Linked DNA regions of Dromaius novaehollandiae: region 2 is linked to region 1. The links are chromatin contacts, called in public Hi-C maps. All regions are on one chromosome and are shown on one strand. The core of a region is the stretch at or near the end of the contact, and the rest is flanking DNA. Distances in the headings are between cores, read along the strand shown.

Region 1 (4,838 bases), core at 1,751-4,250:
GTGCTCCTGCTGGAGTAGTCCTGCTCCTGCTAGACCGTACTGGCTGACCTTGACGGTCCTGCACAGTCTGTAAGACTCATAAGCAAGGCAAGATTTTGTTGGCATTGCATTGGTCTGGATGCATCACTGTGATTACTTTCTGACTGCAGACTTAATCAGATTTAATTCCCATTCCCCTCCCAACATCTTGGCCTTGTCTGTTTGTTTCAGGACTCATGTTTAGCTCATTTCTACATATCCTAAAAAGCAGCCATCCACACAGTTTCTATCATGCACTGGAAGACTACCAAGACACTGGAATCAATGAAGCACGAGATGATCTTGGGTCTATACAACACCACGGGAGACGTGTATGGCATGAACCTTCACAGCACAGGGGGCCAGCTGTCTACTAGTTAGTATCCCCTCACAGTGGAGACATCCTTCCAGCAATCAGACCACTAGGTCTACAGTCTGGGGGAGTCTGAATCCGTATTTTGTCTCTATCTGCTTTAGCAAGAAGGATACAACACGCTCTTCAGTACTGGAGCTTAAGCCTAAACTGTTCAGTTGGATCTGAGGCTTCATGGTACAGCTAATGTGTGAGACCACAATTTAAAAACCAACACAGAAGTGTGACACTAATATGTGATACTTGTTCATGGCTGGCACTCAGTCATGAGTGCTGCCTACATTCTAAAAAATCTTATGACTGAGCAGATCTCCTTCAGTTATGAGAAAGATGCTTATTTTGGTATTCAGTAATGACCTTTTCTTGAGGGACTGCAGATTTACAGTGTGAAATAAACCTAGCAAAACTCTTAGGAAGTACTGTCTACACTCTAGTGTAAAACTTCAAATATTTTGGACCTGACCCTACTCATATCTTCAATGTAAGCATAAGAGGCTTTTAATGCTATTTTGATGGATGGTGTTGTGTCTGTTTCCATTTGAAAGCCAAGGGAGCATCTCAGGGTTTGAATTTATGTCAGTAGTCCTATTTCCGGGTATTATTTATACCTCCTGAAATTAAACAGCCATGATTCCTTGGATATATTTGGAGGATCATAACAGTTTATGACCAAAAACTCCCTGAGATCTCCTACTGTAAACTTCTAAGTACTAAAATGGAGCATATGAGTGCAATCCCACAGAATGTCCCTACGTGCATCAGAACAACAATCAGGCTGGGGACAATTGCTTCTGCGGAGAGACTGTGACCTCCTGAGTCGAGAAGCTGAGATGCAGTTTGTCATATAATCTTTTTAGGAACTGTCATACTTTACATTATCTGTGAGAGACCCTTCAAGGAAAGGACTTCATAGATTTGTTTAAAGAAGAAGAAGAAAAGAAACCAAGAAATATTTCTGATGCCCGTATGAATACGGGGGGGGGGGGGGGAGGGGGGTGATAAAAGAGTCCTTTAATTTTCTCTCAGGTCAGATGTTTCTCATGTGATGCAGCCAGAAAATAAAGGGACATTCTGACTGAAAGCTGTATGGCATTAACTCTCAAGGAAGGAGGGGCTGACACACGTCTTTGTGTTCATATTACCCACTTGTACAGAAAAGGAGCACTGAGTTAAGCCAGATTTTAACCTCTGAAAACTACAAAGGAGGCAGGCAGAACATGCATGCTCGGAAAGAGCTGTCAGCGAGGCAGACCAGTGCAGTTCGGCCTGCCAATGCTTTGGCTTTGAAGATATAAAATCTTTTGGAATTAATAAATATTTTTACTATTAACCCAAATTTATGCCAGATATATAAGGTCCACGTAATACTAAAGGACTCTAAAATTCCCATTGGTTGTGGAAATACAGAGCACAAGCAAAATTGTTCCTTGCCCTACCATTAAACAAACTTGACAAGCAACGGAGCATACGATGTGTGAAGGATTCAATTCATCAGAGAAATTCCCATTTAAAAAATCCAGCCGACTCAAATGTCCAGTGGAAAGGGACTTGACAACTCAGCACAAGGAAAAGGATAGAGCAGCCTTTGAGAGAAACCTATTTCAAAGAGCTGTGATGCCCTGCTGACAAATACAGCCAAGCACACAGATTTTTGGCTTTCCTAGACTGACCGTCTCGGCAAAGGGCAGCCAACAATACTTTGACAGGCAGTTCTCTGGGGCTCTGAAGAATTTTTTGTGTTACTTCTTTGTGCATGCAAAGCGGCTTTGAATAAGGGCCATGGGCATTAGGAAGGTGTACTCGTCACCTTTATTACGAAGGAAACTCAGGGAAAGTGACGGTCAAATTAAAGTTGGAATCTGCAGGAAACTTCTATTACCCTGTTGACAAATAATGGAGTACTTCATTTTTCTTATTATACCTCATGCCTCCTTTATTGCTAGCCTATCTTTTGGGCCTTTTGTATGTAAAAAGATCAGGGATGGCATGAAGTGAAGAGGAAGGTGAAGCTCTGCCACGAATACCTCACGTGCCTGTGCTGGAGGCTTTTCTTAGGCAACAGCAGCAGAGGGGGATTAGCACGACTCTGGATCGTGTCTCTGCCCCCAAAAAACGATGAGCAACTGCTATGATGCCTTAATTTCACTGCACTATCGCTTGATAAAGCTATGGGCAGCAACACGGCCAGGGAACTGCCTGCACACTGACTGAGTTTCATCTCTGACTGCTGCACTGGATCTTTTTTAACAACAAAACTTACATTCTGAAAATACAAACTTCTCACACCCTAGAGCAAATAATGTAAAATGTTTGTAATTTTGCTTTCACCCCTCCAACCTACAAACTCGGGAAAGAAGGGACCCTGAACGAACCACTCCCCGTCCAGCACGTCTCCCCCGCCCGCGGCATCATGGCGGCTCCTCACAGGTACCCCGACGCCGGAGGGGGAAGGGCAGGGTGAGGCCTCCCTCAGCCGCCTTCCTATTGGCAGGCCCTCATCCCCACCCTTCGCTTCCATTGGAGAACCCCGCAGAGTGGGCGGAGGCGCTCGGGAGGAGCGACATCCGCTGCGGCGAATCAGCGGGCGCGCTCTTCCCCCTCCGCGGCCTGCGTTGGGGGGATAGAATGCGCCGGAGCCAATGGGAGCGCCGTCGGGTCCGTGCCGCGCCGGGCTGCGCCGCGCCAGGGCCAGGTGAGGCGGGGGCGGCTCGGGGCTCCCCGGCGGGGCGGGCGTTTGCGTGGGGGCGCCGCTGGAGCCGTGCGCGGCCCCTCCGCCTCCTCCCCTCGGAGCTCGGCCCAGCACGGAAACGCGGGGCAAACTCGTCCTCGGGGCCGAGCGGGGGCACGTGAGCTTTGCTGGCTCCTTCTGGAGGCAGCAAATATATATATATTATATATATTTTATATATATATATATATGTGTGCGTGTATACATATATGCATGCATGTATATTATTTATTAATTTTTATGTATTTTTTTTTCCTCGGGGAGGAGTGGGGGTGTATTTCTGCCTCAGGCCGCACGACAGTATTTCATTTGAAACCTGCTAGCGAATCCTGAATGGCAAGCAGATATATTTTTTTAAGCGTTGAAAACAACCCTTGGGGAAAACGCGTGCATCGGTGCAAGGGCTTTTCCAGCGCTCTCTTGGGAAATCACTGACTTTTTTTTTTTCCTTCCCTAAAACCTCTTTTCTCTCTGCCTCGTGCCCCCTGTGCCATCGCAGCTGTGGGGTGCGTGCGTGGGGCTGGTCATGTGTGTGGACGGAGGAGGAAGCTGACCCGCTGCGGCAGGCGAGCGAGGCTCCGGTGCGTATCCACGTGCAGCCGGGCCCCCCGAGCTGGGGGGCGACGCATCATCCCCGGCTGGCTGCCCTGGGTGTCCCCCAGGCCCCAAGAGCAGATGGGGGTGCACCCCAAATACGGGTGTCCCTGGGCATCTGTGATGCGAGCTGCCCTGTCATCTTCGGGGTTTGCTGGCTCAGGTGCCCCAGGGCGATATTAGAAGTACCAATGCTTTTAGCTGTTCCTGCACACGAGGCTTGAGGCAGACTTCAAAGCCTTCCTGGCGCAAGTACGTCAGCTGGGACGGGACGGGATGGGCGGCTTTCACGCTTCAGCTAGAAGCTGGCCGCTGGCAGCAGTTGGACTCGGCAAAATAATCCTTCCGCAAGCATGGCTTGATGCTCTTCGGGAGGGTCTGACTCCAGCTCCACCAGCAAGATAATGCTTCTGTGGCTGTGTGCTGTGCCTTTCTTGTGGGACGACAGTAATGTTAGTATAACCATGCTGGTATTTCCAAAAAAGGAGAAAGAGGCCTGCAGATCTTGACAACTTCCTTTTAGTATCTCATGTTTTGTTATTTTTGCACCCTTGAGCTGAAACTGAATGGCATTTGCAAACTCTCTTTCGACTGTTCAGATGTGTTTTCTGAGTAGCTCGTTGTTTTACCAGCATGCATGTTTTGGCCTTGCTTATTAGGAAGAATCTGAAAGGCTAAATTGCCTTTCGTTTCCTTCTAATTTTGGCCCTACTATTTATAACTTCTGAAACTTTTTTTTCTTCCTCTTTATATTTACTAACAGCAGCACAGTTAGAGCCTAAACTTAGGAAAACATTAGGCTGTTAGTGTCAAGCTCTCTTGATCTAAATATAGCAGATGAAAACTGATTCTCTTCATCCAACTGCCATCAAAGAGAACAATATGTATAAGCAGGAGTTTAAACTCTCAAACGAATTATTAAATATTCTGCTAACCTATAGCAGCTATTCTGCGCTGTACATTATACGGGTATTATTCATTATGGATGAAGTGCAAAGCAAGGGATTTGAGTCTGTTTGCAGCATGAGGATGTTGTAGCCTGATATTAAAAGGCAGACCGAGGCTGGATCCTAATGTTAAGTGAATTGGCCTAGCTTCACTGAGATCCATGAAGCTGATTTACCC
Region 2 (4,838 bases), core at 692-3,191, 200 kb before region 1:
TCCCTGACTCATTAGCTCACTGTGCAACAATTTCAAAGAGCCACCATACCCATGTGCTACAGCAAAGGTATCATTAAAATAACATACTATATGAGCATTTGTTAACATTAAGGAACCGAAACCAAAATACACCAGTCACGAAAACAAGAATGTCTGTTAATGCATCTGCCAACCGCCTTGCTTCTTCCTTGCTGGTTTCAGAGGCTAGACCACACTGCCAGCTTCCTCATCTGCAGTGTGCCGCCACCATGGCAATCCTGCCCCTGTCACTTCCTGAAGGGACACAGTAATCAAATAACCGCAATCTGTCAATGGCTTGACAACAGCAAGCATGCTTCCTGGTGAACCTTTGAACATCAGGACACCTCTCTTTACCTCCTCCAGGTCCTCCAGTTTCAATGGCTTTCTTGATTTTCTCCTGATCTTCCCATCGGAGCTCAGGGAAGCCATCGATGTCCGCATGGGACACAATTCGAGCCCTCTTCCAGAAGCAGCTGTAGTGATGCCAGTGAGGGACTTTGCCATCAAACATGGGCGACTAGGAAGAAAGCAAAATTAGGCCAAGATGAAGTAAATCAGAATCACGAGCGGAAAAAAAACAAGATAAAATGGAAGTATCTGGGTAAACACAAGTAATTTTTTTTTTCCAAATTAAAAGATCTGCAATTTAGGATGAAGTCTAGGAAGAAAACCCAATGTGACAGACAAGTTACCTAGGGAGAAGTCCAAAGGGAAGACACACAGAAAAAGAGTTTACCCAGGTTAAGCAGTTTGTCACCCCATTGCTTAGCCCTTCCATACTGCTCGAAACAAGAAGCTCGTAGCCTCGGCATGGCTATAGCAGCCCTGAGCAGACAAGGAGAGGTTTCTTCTCAGTGAGAATCAGGCCATGGGCAGGGATGAGCAATCGAAACAAAGACACTGGATGAATCCTCCTTAAAACAGCACTTGGCTCATCCGCTACAACCTTCTGCCTAGGGAGCTACAGGAGGCAGAGGCAAAATGTAAGAGAAAATTAGAGTCCGGCGAAGCTCTGCACCAGGACGGGACCGCAACCTAAATCCTTCCAGCAGCAGCGAACCCGGGGCGACCTGCCCACACCTGCCTCGTACCTGCCTCCCGGGGAAGCGCTCTGCTCGGTCGTGACTCAGACACACAAAGCACCAACCTGGCACCGTTCCGGTGACCAGTCGGACAAAATAACCGTTAAACGGTTTGGCGCCAAGAGACGCACGCAAACAACGGCCGTATTAATAACACGCAACGCTGTATTATCATTATTATTATAACACAGGGACCCGGGCGGCGCAGCGGCCCTGCGGAGCTGGTCTCGGTGCGCCGGGCAGCATCGCGCCCCGCGAGGCCGCGGCCTGGTGACTCCCGCAGCAAACAGCGTTTCCCCAGCAGACCGCGGCTTCCCAAAGAAACTTCGACAGAAGCAGAGGCAGGTCCGCCCGCTCGGCTCGGGGCGGTACCGGAGCAGCCGCGCCCCGGCTGGGAGCGGGTCCGGGGCAGAGCTGGTCCCGCAGCACCAGCCCCCCGGCGCGGCCCGCAGCCCCCGGGCGAAGGCCCCGGACAAAAGGGCGGCAGCAGCCCGCGGCCGCGTGTCCGGCGCCGCCGGAATTTCCTCTGCGCCACCGGCGCGGGAGCGCGGCAGGGCCCAGGGGCTCCGCGCACAAAGGCGGCGCGCGGGGGGCGGGGGCGGGCCGCGGTACCTGCACCATGAGGGCGAGGCGCAGCGAGTCCTTGGCGATGCTCTCGCCGCACTTCTTGCAGGAGGCGCGGCCGCTCTTGGCGTACTCCGCCCGGTACAGCTTCTCCGCCGGCTCCGCCATCGCCGCCGCCGCCGCCCACACGGCCCCCGGCACCCGCCGCGCCACCGACCGCCCGACCGCCTGCCGCCGCCCCCCGCGCGCGCGCGTGCTCGCCCGCCGGGAGCGCTAGCCGAGAGCCGAGCGGCCCTCCCCGCTGCCGCCGCCTGCCAGATCCGCCGCTCGGGCGTCGACTCGGCGCGCCTGGCTGCGCCTGGAACGTTCCGCTTTGCTACTTCGTATCAATGGGGGGCGGAGGGGGAGGCGCGTCACGTGGCGGCGGGGGAGCGTGTGCGGGGGGGGGGGGCGTGCGTGTGTGCGTGTCTGTGTGCGCATGTGTGCGCATGTGTGTGCCTGTGTGTGCGCTTGTCTGTGTGCGCATGTCCATGTGCATGTGTGTGTGCATGTGTGCGCATGTGTGCACCTGTGTGTGGGTGTGTGTGCATGTGAGTGTGTGGGGGGTGCATGTGTTTGTGCATGTGAGTGTGTGCCTGTGGGGGTGTGTGTACATGTGTGGGTGTTTGTGCGCATGTGTGTGTGTGCCTGTGAGGGAGTGTGCATGTGTCTGTGGGGTGTGCATGTGTGTAAGCATGCATGTGCGTGCCTGCATGTGCGTGTGGGTGTGCATGCATGTGTGCATAGTGTGCAGGTGTGTGTGTGCGTGGCATGGGGGTGCGTGGGGGCCCCTGGGCTCGGGGGTGCCTTCAGAGTGGCACAGCCGGGCGGGGGGAGCCCCCATCCTTGGCGGGCCCGGGCTGCCCCCCTGGGGAGTATGGGCGGCCAAAGCCGGGCTGCCTCCTGCCGCAGTGCACTGGGGGCCACCGGAACCCGCCAGGACTCGCAGGTGCTGGGCGCTGTGGCTCCTTGGGCCACTGTGCAAGCGTGGAGAGCTGCAGCGTGCCCGTCCTCGTGCGTCCCCAAACCCAGCTGTGGTTAGCGGCCTCCACTGCCTGAGTTAGCTTTACCTAGCGCTTGTGCCCCCCGCGCTGCTTCGCTGAGCACTGCTAAGCACCCCCAAGGTTTGGGGCACCAAAACGTGACGTGGCGGCTTCACGTTCCAGGCGAAAGCCCATGTGGGAGGGACTTCGCTTGCCAGGACAGGATTTAGCTGATTCTGTGACCTGTATTCGAGAGCGTCCCATTTACCAGACTTCATCAAGAAATTAATGCCAGAGTGCAGCTACCATGGCGAAGAGCAAGCGCTGCCATTTTCCAAAAGCTCTGAGTGTGCTTTGGTGCCATAACGTCCTGTAGTGCAGGAGGGAAGGAGAAAGGGGAGAAAAGGTTTCCCGAGTGCTGCAGAAGCCTCAGCTCCGTTTCCCAGAGCGGGGGAATAACTGTAACAGCTATCCTCCGCCGGTTCCCTGAGAGCTGCAGGCTCCTGGGCACCCTAGTCACGCTCAATAGCTGAAGGAGGTGCAAAGTGGTGACCCCATGTCGTGGCTGAGCCCTGTCCCTCTGTGCCACCGAGGAGGCAGCTGGTCGTGGAAAGCTGCGCGGAGGGCCACAGGCTCCCGCGACTGGAAAAGGGGCAGTAATTAATTATGACTGAGCAAGGAGTTCTCCTATCTTCCTAAGCAGTTTCCCCCTCCAAGACCAGCCTGTTTCCTGGCCTCTACCACAACGGCAGTTCCAAAAACATGAGAAGCGAATACAGATCACTCAGCAAATACGTGGAGTAAAACAAAGCCGCTTGTCCTGCTACTCATGACCCCTTCTGCTCCCCCCGGTCTCTGCAGCGCGGCATGGCAGAGCCAGTTTCCTTCTCCTGCGATTAGTCCTGCAAGAGAAACCTCCCACGCAGGGAGCACATGCTTTCCGCAGTTGTAACGTGGCTCATGCAATGAAAAGCAAGACTTGTTATTGATAAGTCAAATGCAAACATAATGCATATTCCTTCATCCAAGGAGACAGTATCATAAAGCGTTAGGGTCTAAGGTACTACCGAGTACTACTGGTATACAAAACCGCGTGGAGCTGTCGCTACAGTTTTCAGAAGCTGCTGCTGATTTGGCTTCAAGGCCTCTGCATAAAAGGCAAAATCCCAATCCAGTATCCGGCCCCAGTGGCGAGGGGCTATGTGCCGGTTGCTGCATGCAGCTGAGGTCCCCCCTCAGGGAGGGCAGGAAGGGCAGAGACGAGGGCAGCGAGGACGAGCGGTGGTGTGCAGGGCTCCCGTACAGGGCTCTTCAGCCTGAGAAAGAGGCAATGGGACCCACCGGTGGCAGGGAGAGAGCAGGCAGCGTCGTCGCTGGAGGCTGCAAGCACCAACATCTCCCCCCTGGTAGTCACAGGTGGCAGATTCAGACAAGCAAGAAGTACTGGTGGGACGCGTGGCCGTGGGACGTGGTGGATGCTAATGTTTGGTGAGTGGGCAAAAAGACATCGGGCACACCCACAGCAGCAAGGATGCCCACCGAAGGACAGCGACTGTGGCTCAGGAAATTGAGTTACACATCTCTGGATCCCAGGAGAATCTCCCGAGGGGGCATCACTCTGCGTTTGTGTTGCTCTTCCCTAGGCATCTGCTCTTGGCCACCGATGGAAACAGGCTGCTGGGCCAGACGGGTTCCTCTGACTTGACGGGACTGGTTTTACGTTAGGTCCTTGTGACTGGGCTGTGCGCAGTCACTGAGGGGTTGAGTTTTATCAGTCTCGCCTTGTGCAGGGGGGTTTCTGGCCGCTCAGGCAGCTCCAGAGGTTGTCGCTTGGCAGCGTGGCCGCTTCCCACCCCTAGTCCAAATACCCCTTCCTTCCAGTGAAATAGCCACTCCGTCCAGGTCAGACCTTGCTGTGAAAAGTGGGCTTCATAGGTGTGGGGAGAGCTTGTGTTTAGCAGGTATCGGGGAGCCAAATACTGGCCAGGTGATTTCACTCCCAGGCAGGAGCCTCCCCAGGACCCTGGAGATAGCAGCACAAATCCTGAAGAAGGCACCAAAGGGTGCTTTGGTTAGTTCAGCGTTGCCTTTCTATCTCTTCTAGGAGGTAATATCCTTTAATATAAACAGAGGGCACTGGTACTGTATC

The links. Hi-C and Micro-C count contacts between places; a contact is called where the count stands out from the background.
Region 2: a contact with region 1 is called in a Hi-C map of brain, with 8 times the contacts expected there. The contact joins the promoter of PARP1 here to the promoter of PSEN2 in region 1. A contact is called at or near these places in 3 of 4 Hi-C or Micro-C datasets (brain, liver and ovary).

What each region holds. Positions count from the first base shown.
Region 1 is chr3:118,583,020-118,587,857 of bDroNov1.hap1, reverse strand. It overlaps PSEN2 (presenilin 2), which reads left to right and starts at 3,000. Exons shown (of 13, transcript XM_064509933.1): 1 at 3,000-3,083; 2 at 3,619-3,700.
Region 2 is chr3:118,778,080-118,782,917 of bDroNov1.hap1, reverse strand. It overlaps PARP1 (poly(ADP-ribose) polymerase 1), which reads right to left and starts at 1,941. Exons shown (of 23, transcript XM_026094629.2): 1 at 1,716-1,941; 2 at 376-538. The coding sequence starts at 1,835. It overlaps LOC112980012 (a long non-coding RNA gene), which reads right to left. Exons shown (of 5, transcript XR_003258327.2): 5 at 4,442-4,838.